2 separate regions of the Pan troglodytes genome follow, and region 1 is linked to region 2. Evidence: chromatin contacts called from public Hi-C data. All regions are on one chromosome and are shown on one strand. Each heading gives the region's core, a stretch centred on a gene start, on an enhancer-like site or on the middle of the called end of the contact. The rest is flanking DNA. Distances are from core to core; before and after follow the strand shown. Region 1 holds the start of PRKAA2 (protein kinase AMP-activated catalytic subunit alpha 2). Region 2 holds the start of FYB2 (FYN binding protein 2).

Evidence for each region. Hi-C and Micro-C count contacts between places; a contact is called where the count stands out from the background.
Region 1: a contact with region 2 is called in a Hi-C map of stem cell-derived neural progenitor cells, with 3 times the contacts expected there. The contact joins the promoter of PRKAA2 here to the promoter of FYB2 in region 2. A contact is called at or near these places in 1 of 7 Hi-C or Micro-C datasets (stem cell-derived neural progenitor cells) and 1 of 1 datasets of contacts at active chromatin or transcription factors (stem cell-derived excitatory neurons).

Annotation. Positions count from the first base shown.
Region 1 is chr1:174,333,510-174,340,379 of NHGRI_mPanTro3-v2.0_pri, reverse strand. PRKAA2 (protein kinase AMP-activated catalytic subunit alpha 2) reads left to right here and starts at 3,235. Exons shown (of 9, transcript XR_010153841.1): 1 at 3,235-3,410. LOC134809110 (a long non-coding RNA gene) reads right to left here and starts at 3,247. Exons shown (of 3, transcript XR_010153854.1): 1 at 3,147-3,247; 2 at 1,427-1,551.
Region 2 is chr1:174,161,622-174,168,125 of NHGRI_mPanTro3-v2.0_pri, reverse strand. FYB2 (FYN binding protein 2) reads right to left here and starts at 4,947. Exons shown (of 20, transcript XR_008547630.1): 1 at 4,513-4,947.

The sequences.
Region 1 (6,870 bases), core at 1,986-4,485, 170 kb before region 2:
TGGCTAGTGCTATGTAAAAAAGTTGAGGAGGGTCAGGGGACGAGAGTGCAGGGCAGAGAGCATGAGTGAGATAAAACTGCAATTTAGGCCTGGTGCGGTGGCTCACGCCCGTAATCTCAGTACTTTGAGAGGCTGAGGCAGGACAATCACTTGAGTCCAGGAGTTTGAGACCAGCCTGGGTAACATGGCGAGACCCTGTCTCTAAAAAAAAAAAAAAAAAAAAAAAATTACAAAAAAATTACAAAAAAAAAAAAGAAACTGCAACTTAAATAGGGTGGCCAGGGTAGGGTTCACCAAGAAGGTGACTGTGAGCAAAGACTTGAAATAACTGGTTACTGATAATACCAATGGTGTCTAGTACAGTATATTAGTTTAGTGGTCTTGCATTAATGTCCTATTCAGGACTTATTTTAGAATATTTGAAGGTAAACAACCCCAAAGTTTCAGAAGCAGGAGGGTAAAGCAGTAATAGTTGGACCAGCGCTAAGAACTGAACATCTCCCTGGGGCACTGGTCTTAGAGATTGGTACTAAACAATAGCGGCGTGAAACCTTCATTGGAAGATAATAAAATGGGAACATTGCATTTACCAGGTCATCTTTAGGGGTGAGACCTCCAAGAGGCATGACCCTTAAGGAGATCTACTCTGATTAACTGTCGGGTTTTCTACTGCTGAGTAGGAAGAGGCAAATATGGAACCTTATCTTGAAGTGTCCAGGACAACAGAGGGCTGAGTACTGCCACCAAGAGTTGTCCTTCTTACCCACTTACCATTCAACCTTTCCTCTAAATAAAAGTCAAAAAAACAACAAAAAGTAGTTTAAATACTTACAAATTTATAGGATATATTATCGGACTGCCCAAGAAATAATAAAAATATGAAAATGGAACCACAACTGTGACAATTTTTAACTTTCTTAGAGCACCATACTTTCTTTTGGCATAGGCAGCTGCGGTATAGTAGGCAGACTGAAGGACAAGTCAGAACTGGATATGAGTTCTGACTCTGCCACTTTTTAGCCCTGGGCAAATCAGAAAGGGAAAAACTAAGTTTTATCGTCTATAAAATGGGAATAATAATCTTTCTTTTATGACAATTAAATAATTGTGTTTAAATGAACTTCTTAATCAACAAAGTATCATAGATGTTTCACATAGTAACAAAACTATAAGGTAGTCCACAATAGCTATGTAAGAATCATAGTTATGAAGTATATAATAATTTAACTTATAGTATTTATCAACAAATAGTTAAGACAGTACGAAATGCTTTGAAATCTCAATTTACAGTTAGTCTTTATGTAGCTTCAAGAAAGCAATCATCTAACTTCAAGTGAAGACTTTTCAACATCTTTTAACGGGATATTAGAGCAGAAGACATATACATCTCATACCTCAAAAGCAGAATAGGTCTTTTCTTACTCACTTGAATGCTGAAGGAATGACCCTTAACCAGATGAAAGTTCAGCACAAAAATAACTGGCTATTTTCTCAAAATTGCCAGCGAGGTAGAGTGATTCCTAGATGATACTTGTCAGCAAGGAAGATGATCTGAAGAATGAACAAAAATAGCCTCTGTTTAACAGCTGTGATATCTATAATTTATAAGCTGTGATCATCTCTCATCAGATTGTCTTGATGTTTGGATGAAAATGAATGTTTGAAATTTCTATATTTAGTACTTATCAGAAAACAAAGTTTTGTTGTGTCCTATTCTTTTTGATCAATACATTTCAATTTACATATAAACAGTGTTCAAGAGACTTCATGTTTGAGGAATGTGACCTTGAAACTCTACTGGCATGCAGTGCTATAAATGTTTGACTAATCCTTAATTACTTAGCCCCAAACAGAATTTTTTTTTTTACTGTTTTAAAATTTTTTATTTCATTGGCAAATAAAAATTGTATATATTTAGTATGTATATGTTTTGAAATATATTGATTGTGGAATGGCTATAAGTCAAGCTAATTAAACATATTGTATACGAATCTTTTTGTGTGTGTGGTGAGAAGCAAATAAACTTTAATCACTGAAAGACAGAACAACATTAAAGAATGAGACAACATTAAAGGAAGGAAGGAGGGAAGGAAGGGCGGGAGAGAAGGAAGAGAGGCAGAGATAATCGCTTTATTACCTAATTCTTTGCCAGTCTTTTTTCTTTTTTTTTCTTTTTGTGGGGGGAGGGTGGGGAGGTCAGTCTTTGAACACGCTGCCTAGGCATCATGCTTCTAATTTCCTCTTACCACTCTTTTCACTTCTATATCACATTTATTCTTCCTTTAATATGTGACCTTGTACTGGCCTCGCCCTTCACAATTCCTCTGTAGCTTACGTATTTTACTTTCTGTGGGCAGAATATTGTTTCCCTTTCCACGTCTTTCCCATTTCCTTCTTGTACAGCTGTATCACATTTCGGTACTATATGTTTATATAAGCGCGTGGTAAAACTACATATTTATATAAGCATGTGCTAAAAAACACTCGAGCAAATACCGTGACTGAGATTTTTTGGAAAACTGTGGGCAAATTAGTTAAAATTGAGAGCTCTGGCGGAGAGGGTCTCTTCCATCTATAGGACAAAATAATTGGGAATTACAGAATAAGTAGAGGAGGACAATTCAAGAGAGTACAGAGCTGCGTGCGTTCTCCCTGTGCCGCGACCCGTATCCAAAAGCCTCAGACGAGACTTGAGGAGCTTCCTAGAGGCTCTCCTGCCACTGCCCCTTTGGCCAGGGCCCTTCCCGCAGTCTCCCCTCCCGACTCTTCCCTTTTACAGCCCCTCGCTCCCAACACCCGAGGCCCGTCTCTTCTTCCAGTCTGACTTCCAAGTCTTTCCATTCCCTAGGATCGGGCCCCAGTCTCACCCCCTATTTTCACCCCCTTCGGTTTTCCTCAGAAAGGGCCTCCTGCCTCCCTCGGCACCCTCGCCTACCCCCCTCGCAGCACCTGTCGCCTCCGCCCCTCGCTCGGACCCCGCGCATCTGGCGCCGCCCCTCCCGCACTCCCGCCCAGCGCCCCGCGTCCCCGGCCCCCGCTGTCGCTGCTTCGGGTTCCGCCGCAGGAGCCTCTCACTCCCGGGAGCGGGCGCCTCGCGCTCCCTCCCTCGGCCCCGCCCCGCCCGCCGCTCGCCCGTTGCTTCCCACCTGGGTCCGAAGCGCCCAGCGCCCCCTCCCGGGACCCCGCGCCCGCCCCGCGCCCCTCGCGGCTCGGGGTCCGCCCCCTCGCCCGCAGGGCCCGCTGCACTGTGGGTAGGCGGCGGCGGCGGCTGCTACGCGGAGCGGCAGGCGGCGGAGCGAGGCCGCGCGCGCCGAAGATGGCTGAGAAGCAGAAGCACGACGGGCGGGTGAAGATCGGACACTACGTGCTGGGCGACACGCTGGGCGTCGGCACCTTCGGCAAAGTGAAGAGTTGAGTACGCGCTCCGGACCGCTGTGCGGGGCTGCCTGACTTGCGGGAGGCCGGGGGGAGAGGCGGGAGCCCCGGGCCTCAGGCGAGCGCGGGGCTCGGCGGCAGGTGGAGCGGTCCCGGGTCGCGCGGAGCTGGGGCCCCGGGAGGGTGGCGCGCACCGCCTCGCCTGGCACCGGCGCCCGGGCCCCGCAGGGTCCAGGGAAGAGGGCGGGGGTGTGAGCTGAGGATGGGCGTCCTGGGTTCCAGGTCCCGCGCCCATCTGCCTTTCTGGAGGTCGGAGCAAGGCACTTCTGTGTTCTCTGGACCTCAGTGCCCTCCTCTGCAAAATCGGGAGAACTGGACTCGTTCTGCGAGGCGCCTTCCAGCTCTGAGCCTGTAGGCTTAGGGCGGGGATCATCCACGCTACTGAGGACTGAGGCGCCGTTTCGTGCCGGGTGCCCTGTTAGGTGCTTTACATGGAATCTCATTGAATCCTTACAGTGACTTGGTCAACATGTTGTCCTCACCCTAAAGGTGAGAAAACTAGGACCCCTAGAGATGTAGTAACAAGCCCAAGGTCACACAGAAATGGGCAGTACCAGAGTGAAGTCTAAGATGTCCTCCAATTCTGGTCTTGCTGGGAGGTCCCTGCCATCCCCAGATTCCTTCACGTTCCAGGACTCTCGGTTGTTGGGGGTGACTGTTTGGGGGATGCTCCAGGGGCCAGAGGTTGTGAGTCTTTCTTCCTGGGGTGTTGTTTAACGCTGGAATGCAGCTGGATTGGGTCAGAGGTTAATTAAAACAGAGAGGTCTGAAGGTGTTTGTGTTTGTAAAATGGCTATGGGAAGACTTCTAGGGTAAGGGAGAGAAAAAGTTTCCTTGGTGTTTGGAGGATTTGAGGCTGAGGAGATCAGGACTGCTAAGGCATATTCTGCTAAGGTCTGTCTTCATGGAGATAGGATCCCCTTTTGGATGTAGAAAAACAGGCTGCTTTTGAAATGTTATACTTTATTCGAGTTAAGTAACTAGTAAGAATAGGTAAGTATGGAACTTTCATTTGTTTTCTTTTTTGTTAATTAGTCACATGGGATTTAATTAACCTGCCTTCTCTCCAGAATAGAGACAGTTGTTTATTAAAAATACTTTGTTGCAAGTCCAGAATTATAAGTGAAATATTGACCTTTTTTTTTTTCTCTTTGCTGAAGAAATGCTGGGTAGGCAGTCTGGAAATTTTATTCTGAGGTCTCTATTTCCTTGTAAAATTCATATTTTAACCCCAAGTCAAGGCTGTTGAATGAGTAGAAGAGACTCATTTTTCATTCCTGTGGTAAGAATCAGCTCCTGTTTTCTTGCACGTATTTAATACTCATTCATTTGTTCAAAAAACGCTGAGCACCTGCAACGTGGTAGGCACTGTTCTAGGCAATGAGGATACAGCAAGGAAAAAACAGATCTTTTTGTTTAGCTTTCTAGTAGGAGAAGGCAGACAGTAATCAGAATATATATGTAAAAGGTATGTTTAATTTTATTGAGAAAAACGAATCAGGGAAGGGAAGATAGAGAGTTTTGTGAGGTTGGCAGTTTTCAATAAGGTGGTCAGACAAGGTGGTATTTTTGCAAAGACCTAAAAAGTTTGTAAAATTCTTTGCTGTCCTGTGAGGGTTATAAAGTCCTGGGTTATTTTTGAAAGACCTTATAAGTAAAGTGGATAGTTAGAATGTATTTAAGATGAATACAGGACAATCCAGGGATTGGATTAATGCCTGTAATGTTACTTGTCATTTAGTATTATTACTAAGGACTATTGTGTTACAACATTATACAGTTGCTCAAGCAAACAGCGCCTTTGACATTTGGACATGTACACTCAAAGTTATATAACTTAACCCTATGTCCTTTCATATTGTGTTAAAAGTTTTTGCTTGTCTTTTTAAGTTCATATACTGTAATCTGAATGTAGAGTAGAATACTCATCAGATCAATCAGTCCATTGCCAAAGACAACTTAAATCTCTTGTATGTACTTTTGAATTGTTTCCAGGCACTGGCTTCTTAAAATATAAACAGAAAGAACTTTGATTTATGAGAAATTCTTTTCCTGGAGAACCTCTGTCCAATGAACAACCAGTTGAAGGAGTTTTCCTAACACTGTGTTAGATCCTCTCAAAAGTGATACCATGGTTTCCTATCCAAGATTAGGATTAGTACAATTGTTACTCATATAATTCTTCAAGGGACAAGCGAAACAAAAAGTCATGTTTTTTTTTTTTTTAGAAAACGGCTTTATGGTTGGGCACTGTGGCTCACACCTGTAATCCCAGCACTTTGGGAGGCTGAGGCAGGCGGTTCAATTGAGGTCAGGAGTTTGAGACCAGCCTGGCCAACATGGTGAAACCCCGTCTTTACTAAAAATACAAAAATTAGCCGGGCGTGGTGGTAGGCGCCTGTAATCCCAGCTACTGAGGAGTCTGAGGCAGGAGAATCACTTGGACCCGAGAGGCAGAGGTTGCAGTGAGCCAAGATTGCATCACTGCACTCCAGCTTGGGTGGCAGAGCAAGACTCTGTAGAAAACAACTTATTTAGGTATATTTTATATATGAAATTCATCCATTCTAAGTGTACAATTCAATGATTTTTACTAATTTTGCCAAATGTTGCAACCATCATTATAGATAGGTTTTAGGACATTTGAGGACACCACAGTAAGATTCTTTATACCCATTCACAGTTAATCTCATTTCTACCCTCAGTCCCAGGAAATCACTAATCTGTTTTCTGCCTGTATAAATTTGCTTTTTCTAGGCACTTCTTCATAAACGTGATCGTTCAATATGTCATCTTTTGTGTCGAGCTTCTTTAACAATGCTTTTGAGATTCATGCATGACATAGCATGTGCCATTAATTTGTTCCTTTTTATAGTTGAATAATATTCCATTGTGTGGATATGCCACATTTTGTCTATACAAAACCAGTTGATGGTCATGGTTTCAAGTTTTGGGCTATTATAAATAATGGCACTACGAATATTCACATGTAAGTCTTTGTGTGGACATATGTTTTCATACACCTTGGGTAAATAACTAGAAGTAGGATTGCTGGGTCATATCATAGTTTTATTTTTTACTTTTTGAGAAACTGCAACACTTTTCCAAAATGGTCACACCATTTTATAACATTCCCGTCAAAGATGTATGAAAGTTCCCTTTTCTGAGTATCTTTGCCAACATTTGTTATTGTCTGCCTGATTTATTATAGCCATTCTAGTGGGTGCGAAATAGTATCTCATTGAGGCATTAATTTTGCATTTCCCTAAGGACTAATGATGTTGAAAATTGTCTCACGTAATTACTAGTCATTTATGTATTTTCACTGATGGAATGTCTGTTTATATCTCTTGCTCATTTTCTAATTGGGTTACTTGTCATAAGTTGAGTTGTGAGGATTCTTTGTAAATTGTGGATACAGATCCTTTAATGGAT
Region 2 (6,504 bases), core at 3,698-6,197:
GCAGACCATCCTTATAGTACAGATCCTCTCAGCAGGTCCACTTGTGTAGATGTTACCCTATCTTGTGACTTATTCCTTAAAAATGGAATTATTCATGAAAAACCCTCCAAAATTGCTCTTGAAGCCTACATGGGGTTTCACAGACATTTAGACCTGGATTCTGTCAAAAATAAGCCAGGCGTGACCTTGGGAACATACTGCCATCCCAGAATGTCAGAGCATGACAAGACCTCAGTGATATTTAGTTGGACCTCCCATCTTAGAGGTGAAGCCTCTCAGTGGCTCTCTTGGCTTACAGGATAAAGTATATATGGCATTGAAGGCCTTTCAATATCCAGATCCTATTTGCTTATTGGGATTCCACTCTGGATACTCTTTTTTTAAACTTTCTGCTCTAGTAGCACCTTGCTGCCAACTATCCCCAACTATCACCCTGCCATATTACCCATCTCTGCTGCTCCGCCCATGCTCTCCCTTCTGCCTTCTCCCCCTCCTTCACTCGAGCGTTCCCTGATGAAATGCCACTTCCTCCTCCTCTGACATTCAGCTAAGGCACCAGCTTCTCTAAGGAGCCCAGGATGAACCCCACCCCTTGTCAAGCACCCATTCTCAGTGCTTCCATCAAAGCTTGTGCCTTCCTCCATCAATCTACTTTTCATCAAATATGAAAATTGTCTGTTTCCTTGATACTCTTCCCGGCAAAGCTGAACAACTAGATGGCATCTAGGATAGGGCCCTTCTCAGAAATTCCAAGATAGGGCCTGAGAGTAGAGTCTACTGAGGAGATCTGACTCTGAGTTTACCCTCAAATTGAACAAGAACATTCATGGAGCAGCCACTGTAAATGGGGCACACTGGATAAGTCGTTATGAAGTGTGTTGGCATTTTCTGCCTCTGTGGCTCAAATTTCCCTGTAAAATGGGAGTTTCCAGACTGGTTGGTATTTGAGAACTCTCCCACCTCCTATATTTTATAATTCCATGACTTGTGCAAATCACTTATAAGAGGCAAAAGTAAACTTAAGTATACTTCAACTACAACTCCAATGCTCATTCATCAAAAATTCAAGCACCATTTTGTAAGCTCCCTGACTGGCCAGCTCTCCCAGCTCAAAAATGCTACAATTCTCCCTTGCAATGACTGTATAACTAAGTGAAAACCTACCTGGCTGAGGGCATGCACTAGGACCTCTGATTTAGGAAAAGAAAAACCCATCAACCTTTTTGGGTGTCTAAACTATACAATAAAACAAAATTCTATAGGGTTCACTTTAACCTTATGTCTATGGGAAGAGAATGACTTTTTAAATAACTACACAGAAAGAAGGATATATCTAATTGTCCTGATATCTGTTAATGAAAACAAACCACCCCAAAACTGAGTGGCCTAAAACAAAAAGCATTTTTCTATATTTCACAATTTTGTGGGATAGGAATTTGGACGAGGCTCAGCTGAGTTCTCCCTCTGTTCCACAGGGTGTTGGTAAAAGTCATTTGGCTGCATCTCACCAGTGGCTGGTCTAGTCTGGAGGGTACTGATTTTAGTCTTGCAGGAATGGCTAGAAGGCTAGGCTTAGCTGGAACTGTCAAGCAGAATGTCTACATCACGTGTCTCTAGCCAGAAAGTATTGGGGTAGAGATTACTCACATGGGAGCTCAGGGCTGCAAGAGTAAGTGTTCTCATAAATGAGGTAGATGGGGTATGACCTTTTATGACACAGTCTCTGAAAGCACAGAGTGTCACATGTACCACACTGTATTGGTCAGAGTAGTCATGATTTCAACCAAGGTATGGGAACATGGGCACCACCTCTTCATGGGAAGATGTCAGAGAATGTGAAGCCAAGTTTTAAAATCCCCCATATAACACATACTAAACATCTACTACACACCCAGTGCTATTCTAGATAATGTAGATATATTATCAAGATGATACCTCCTGCCTGGGCCTCTTCCTTGAACTCTAAACCCGCCTATGTAGACCCCCTAAACATATTACGTCTAAAACCAACTCCTAATCTGCTTTCAAACCTGCTCTGTGTTAAGTCATCTTGGTAAACCTTGATTCCACTCTTCCAGATGTTCCAGTTTTACAAGTTGGAGTCATCAACAATTTTCTTTTTTTTTTTTTTTGTCTAATCCATTAGTAAATCCTGCTGACCCTACCTTTAATCTATTTCCAGCATCTGACCACTTCTAGCCACTTCATTGCTAAGACTGGTCTGAGCCACCAACCTCTCTTGCTTGGATTACTGCAATAATCTCCTACCTGGTCAGCCAGCTTCTGCACTTTCTGTCCCTAGTATCTATTTTCAAAACAGTAGTCAGATGATCCTTTTAAAATGTAAGTTGGATTGCGTCATTGCCTGGTCCACAATGCCCAGGTGGCTCTCCATTTCGCTCAGAGGAAATGCTCGAGTTTCAACAATGGCCTCCAGGGCCCTATAACATCTGACCCCACTCTCTGAACACTCCTTCACTTCCTCCAGCTCCAGTCATTCCTTGAAACACCCACGACCTTCTGCCTCAGGGCGTTTATATCTGCTGTTACTTCTCTGTAGAATGTTCTTCTCTAAGATATCCACACAGCCCATTAATTCCTATACCTTTTCCAAGTTTCTGCTCAAATGCCACCTTCCATTGACACCTTTCTTGAAACGGTCTCATTGAAAATAGCAGTCCCTCTTCCTGCCTGACCATCCTTATACCCTTCCCTGCTTTGTGTATCTACATTGCAGTTACTGCCATTTGACCCATATATAGATTTTTTTGTCTTCTCTCACTAGAATATGAGGTTTAGGAAGGCAGGTATCTTCAACCGTTTGGTTCACTGCTGCATCTGCAGCACCAAAGCAGGACCTGACCACACAAACCACGTCCTCAATAAATATATATTGAATAAATGAATATTTTGTTAATTTAAAAAAATGAAACAAATCCTTCTTTCAAGATGAGAAACCACTCTTATTTCTCTCTTGATTTTTTTCTCTCTCTGAGCAGTGAAAGTTATATAATCATATTAGCTTATCCCATAAAAATGTGATTAGCTAACAAACATGCTCTTTTGTACATTTTTGTCTAATTTGCCTAACATTCTTCCTGCTGTCCTATTGTAATCCTTGCTAGCGATGCTTGGCTTATAGTTGGCACTGACACATGTAAGCTCATGTCCCAGCTCTGCTGCCAGTGGTATGATACTGAGCAAGTGATAACATTGTCAGTTACCTCATCTACAATAAATGGGGCAATGGCATAGACCACACTGTATTGTCATCAGATAAACTGAAATAATGGATGCCAGTGCGGATCCTGGCCCATCAGAGACGGGAAAAATGTAAGTCAGTTTCCTTTTCTTACAAGCACGCTAAATCTATTCAGCCTGGCACTTTCCCGTCAAGGAGGAGTTTCTTAAAAGTTACTAAGTGGTATGGTCGAGGTGGGGGTGGCGGGGAGAACTCAGAGGAGGGAGATGAAGTCATACCAACATGCCCCTGCTCACCCCTTTCCAAAACTCAGCTATTTGGACTGGAGTGATTTGCCACAGAGAGAAACACGCCCTTTGCCCTGAGACAAAGGGGAGCTTTTCCTGACCAGCAAAAGCTAAAATGGATCCTCTGCCCTGATTTAAAACCAAACTTGTGGGTGAGAAGCCACATGATTCATGGGAGAAAATGACTTGACTCCAAATATATAATAAAAAGTATGGAAGCAACACACACACGCACACGCACACGCGCACGCACATCAAAAGAAACTGACTTACTGAAGACGGAAATACAGGAGAGTGGAGAATTGGAGAAGGAAAAAGGAAGATGTGGTCAGTCAGGCAAGACGTCTCCAACTGTGCCAACAGCACTCAGCCATCCAAGGGGCAGGGAATGCTGGCGTAGGGCAGGATACTTTTCCATACATCTCTATTTATACAAGCACCTCTGATAGTCTCACAAAGTAGTTATTGTACCAGTAATTCTCTTTCATGAGTGAGGGACCCAGGGCTCAGGATGACGGACACACTTGCCCCAGGCCACACAGTTAACAAGGAGCAGAGCCCGGTCTAGAGCCACAAGCCACAAAAGAGCACTGCACAGCCGGCTTCCTAGCACCAAGCACTGCTCTCTGACCAGGAGGCCCGCTAATCACTGCAGAGGCCGGATACAGTCCACAAGGGCAAGTAAACACAGAGAGAAGCCAGCAGGCGCTTCAACGGAGGATCTGGGAATAGGTCAGGAGTCCAGCTGGCTGGGTAGAGCTAGGCCACATGCTGTCATTCCTCAGCACCTCCTGTCCCCTCACACTCCAGGTGGCACAGGACATGGCACACTCCTCTTCCCTCCCACCCGCCCTGAGCAAAGCCAGTATGAGCAGAAATGCACTGGCTGACACCTGACATGTTTATTCCTGCCCAGGAGGCAGCACACACAAGCAGTTTTTCCCCAGGGCTCTCAAGTGGGAGGAACTTGTCCTGCAAGAAAAGACACACAGAAAGCCGGCAACAAAACCGAGACAGCCTTACCCCTTCCATTGCTTTCCTCCAAGGCAGAGTCGGGGAAACAAGCCCAGCCTCTCAGAGCTGGGTCCTGGGGCCAACAATCCGCTTTCCTCTGTCTCTGCTAGCCAGGGAGCAATCACTTCCCACAGGACACACCTGAGCCCAGACTCCCCACCTGCCCCATCTGGGCTGAGGCTCCTCCCTTGCCTGGGGCTGGGCCAGGGCCGGCCTCCATCCTCCCAGCTTGGCTTAGACAAGCACCTGCAGGGGGTTGGGGAGAGTACTCCATCTGCAGTCCTGCCAAGCCCACCTCTTCTCAGCAAGCGGCTCTTCCCATTGCTCCCCTCCGGCTGGTCTGACAGTCACTCACTCTCCAGGGCATTTGTGCCCAGGCAGCAGGAGCTGCGAAGGAATGGGGATGGCAGGCTCCTGTTAGTACAGACCATGCAGGCCGGACAGTGTGATCCCCGTTAGTAACAACCTCTGCCAGCTCCGCCCCTGCAGACGGCTACTTAATTTCACAAACCCTTTCTCACGGTCAGGGAAACCAAAGCCCAGCAGGACAGCATGCTAAGCCCACAGGGGGATTTAGTGGAGGCCAGAAAAGGAGTTAACATAAAGCAGCACCCTGTTTTTGGCCTGGTGTTTATTGAGGCATTTGGATTCCCATTTTAAAAGGTGAAGAATGGCTGGGTGCAGTGGCTCACACCTGCAATCCCAGCACTTTGGGAGGCCGAGGTGTGTGGATCACTTGAGGTCAGGAGTTTGAGACCAGCGTGGCCAACATGGTGAAACCCCGTCTCTACCAAAAATATAAAAAAAATTAGCCAGGTGTGGTAGTGGGTGCCTGTAATCCCAGCTACTTGGGAGGCTGAGGCAGGAGAATTGCTTGTACCTGGGAGGCAGAGGTTGCAGTGAGCCGAGATCATGCCACTGCACTCCAGGGGGACAGAGTGAGACTCCGTCTCAAAAAAAAAAGAAAAAAAAGTGAGGAAACTGAGTCTCAGAGAGATGGTAACACCTGCCCATGGTCACATAGGTAGTAAGTAGAAGAGCCAGGGTTGGAACCCAGATCTGGCTGACTCTAAAGTGATTTTATTTTGCTGGGGTTATTTTTGTTTGTTTGTTTTTATGACAGAGCTGGAGATGGAAACCCAAACCTCAGTTGCCAGTTTTGGGGCTTTCAGCTGTCCCGGGGTGGGGGATGGGCAGAGTGGGTGGCCTGTGCCCTGCTTTATGTGTAACCGGTGTGACTTTTCTTGCTTTGTCAAGTTCTTAGAAATCTTCTCCTGTCCTGACCAGGGAGAGGCAGGGTGGAGCACAGGTGAGGAGACCCCGCCTGAGGGCCATTTCCTCTAACAGGTGATTCCCAAACCTGGCTGATCACCAGAGCTGCCTGGGAATCTATCAAAAATACAGGATTCAAGTCCCAGATAAAACACTGCATCAATGCTTCTGGCCCAGGGACTGGCAGTTTGGGTTTTATAAAAGCCTTTGAGGTCTATGTATTTTAAACTTTATTAATGAATGACTCACAGTAAGATGTACCTTTTACATCCTTCCTCAACACACATACACATCAGCTAAAAGAAAAACTCCCCAAAGCAGTACTCACTCTTACCTTGTGTAATCGTGCTGATATTTTCCATTCTGTTCTGAGCCATGACATGCCATTGAATTAAATAAATGGTAGCACTTTCTTGACTTCATGACTCTCTGTTTGGCCAACACTGCTGTGTAGACTCTGCTCCCAGTCAGCTGGGGGGCCTATTTCTGAAGCTAAAGGGGACCTAGGCCAAAGGTCATCTGTAACTTTCCCTTAGCACTCTGGTTCATGCTCCTATGTGTATAAGTTTGTAAATAAAACAGTGGAGGAAGCTCTGGAGAACTTGGAGCCTTCCCCTCCCCGCAGTCCCAACTGATAATTGGGCTGTCAAATTCCCTTTGCTCCTAGTGCAAGGGCTCCCCCTAGTGGCCTCAGGCCAGCCTACACTGGCAGATGGGGTGGAGCAGGGC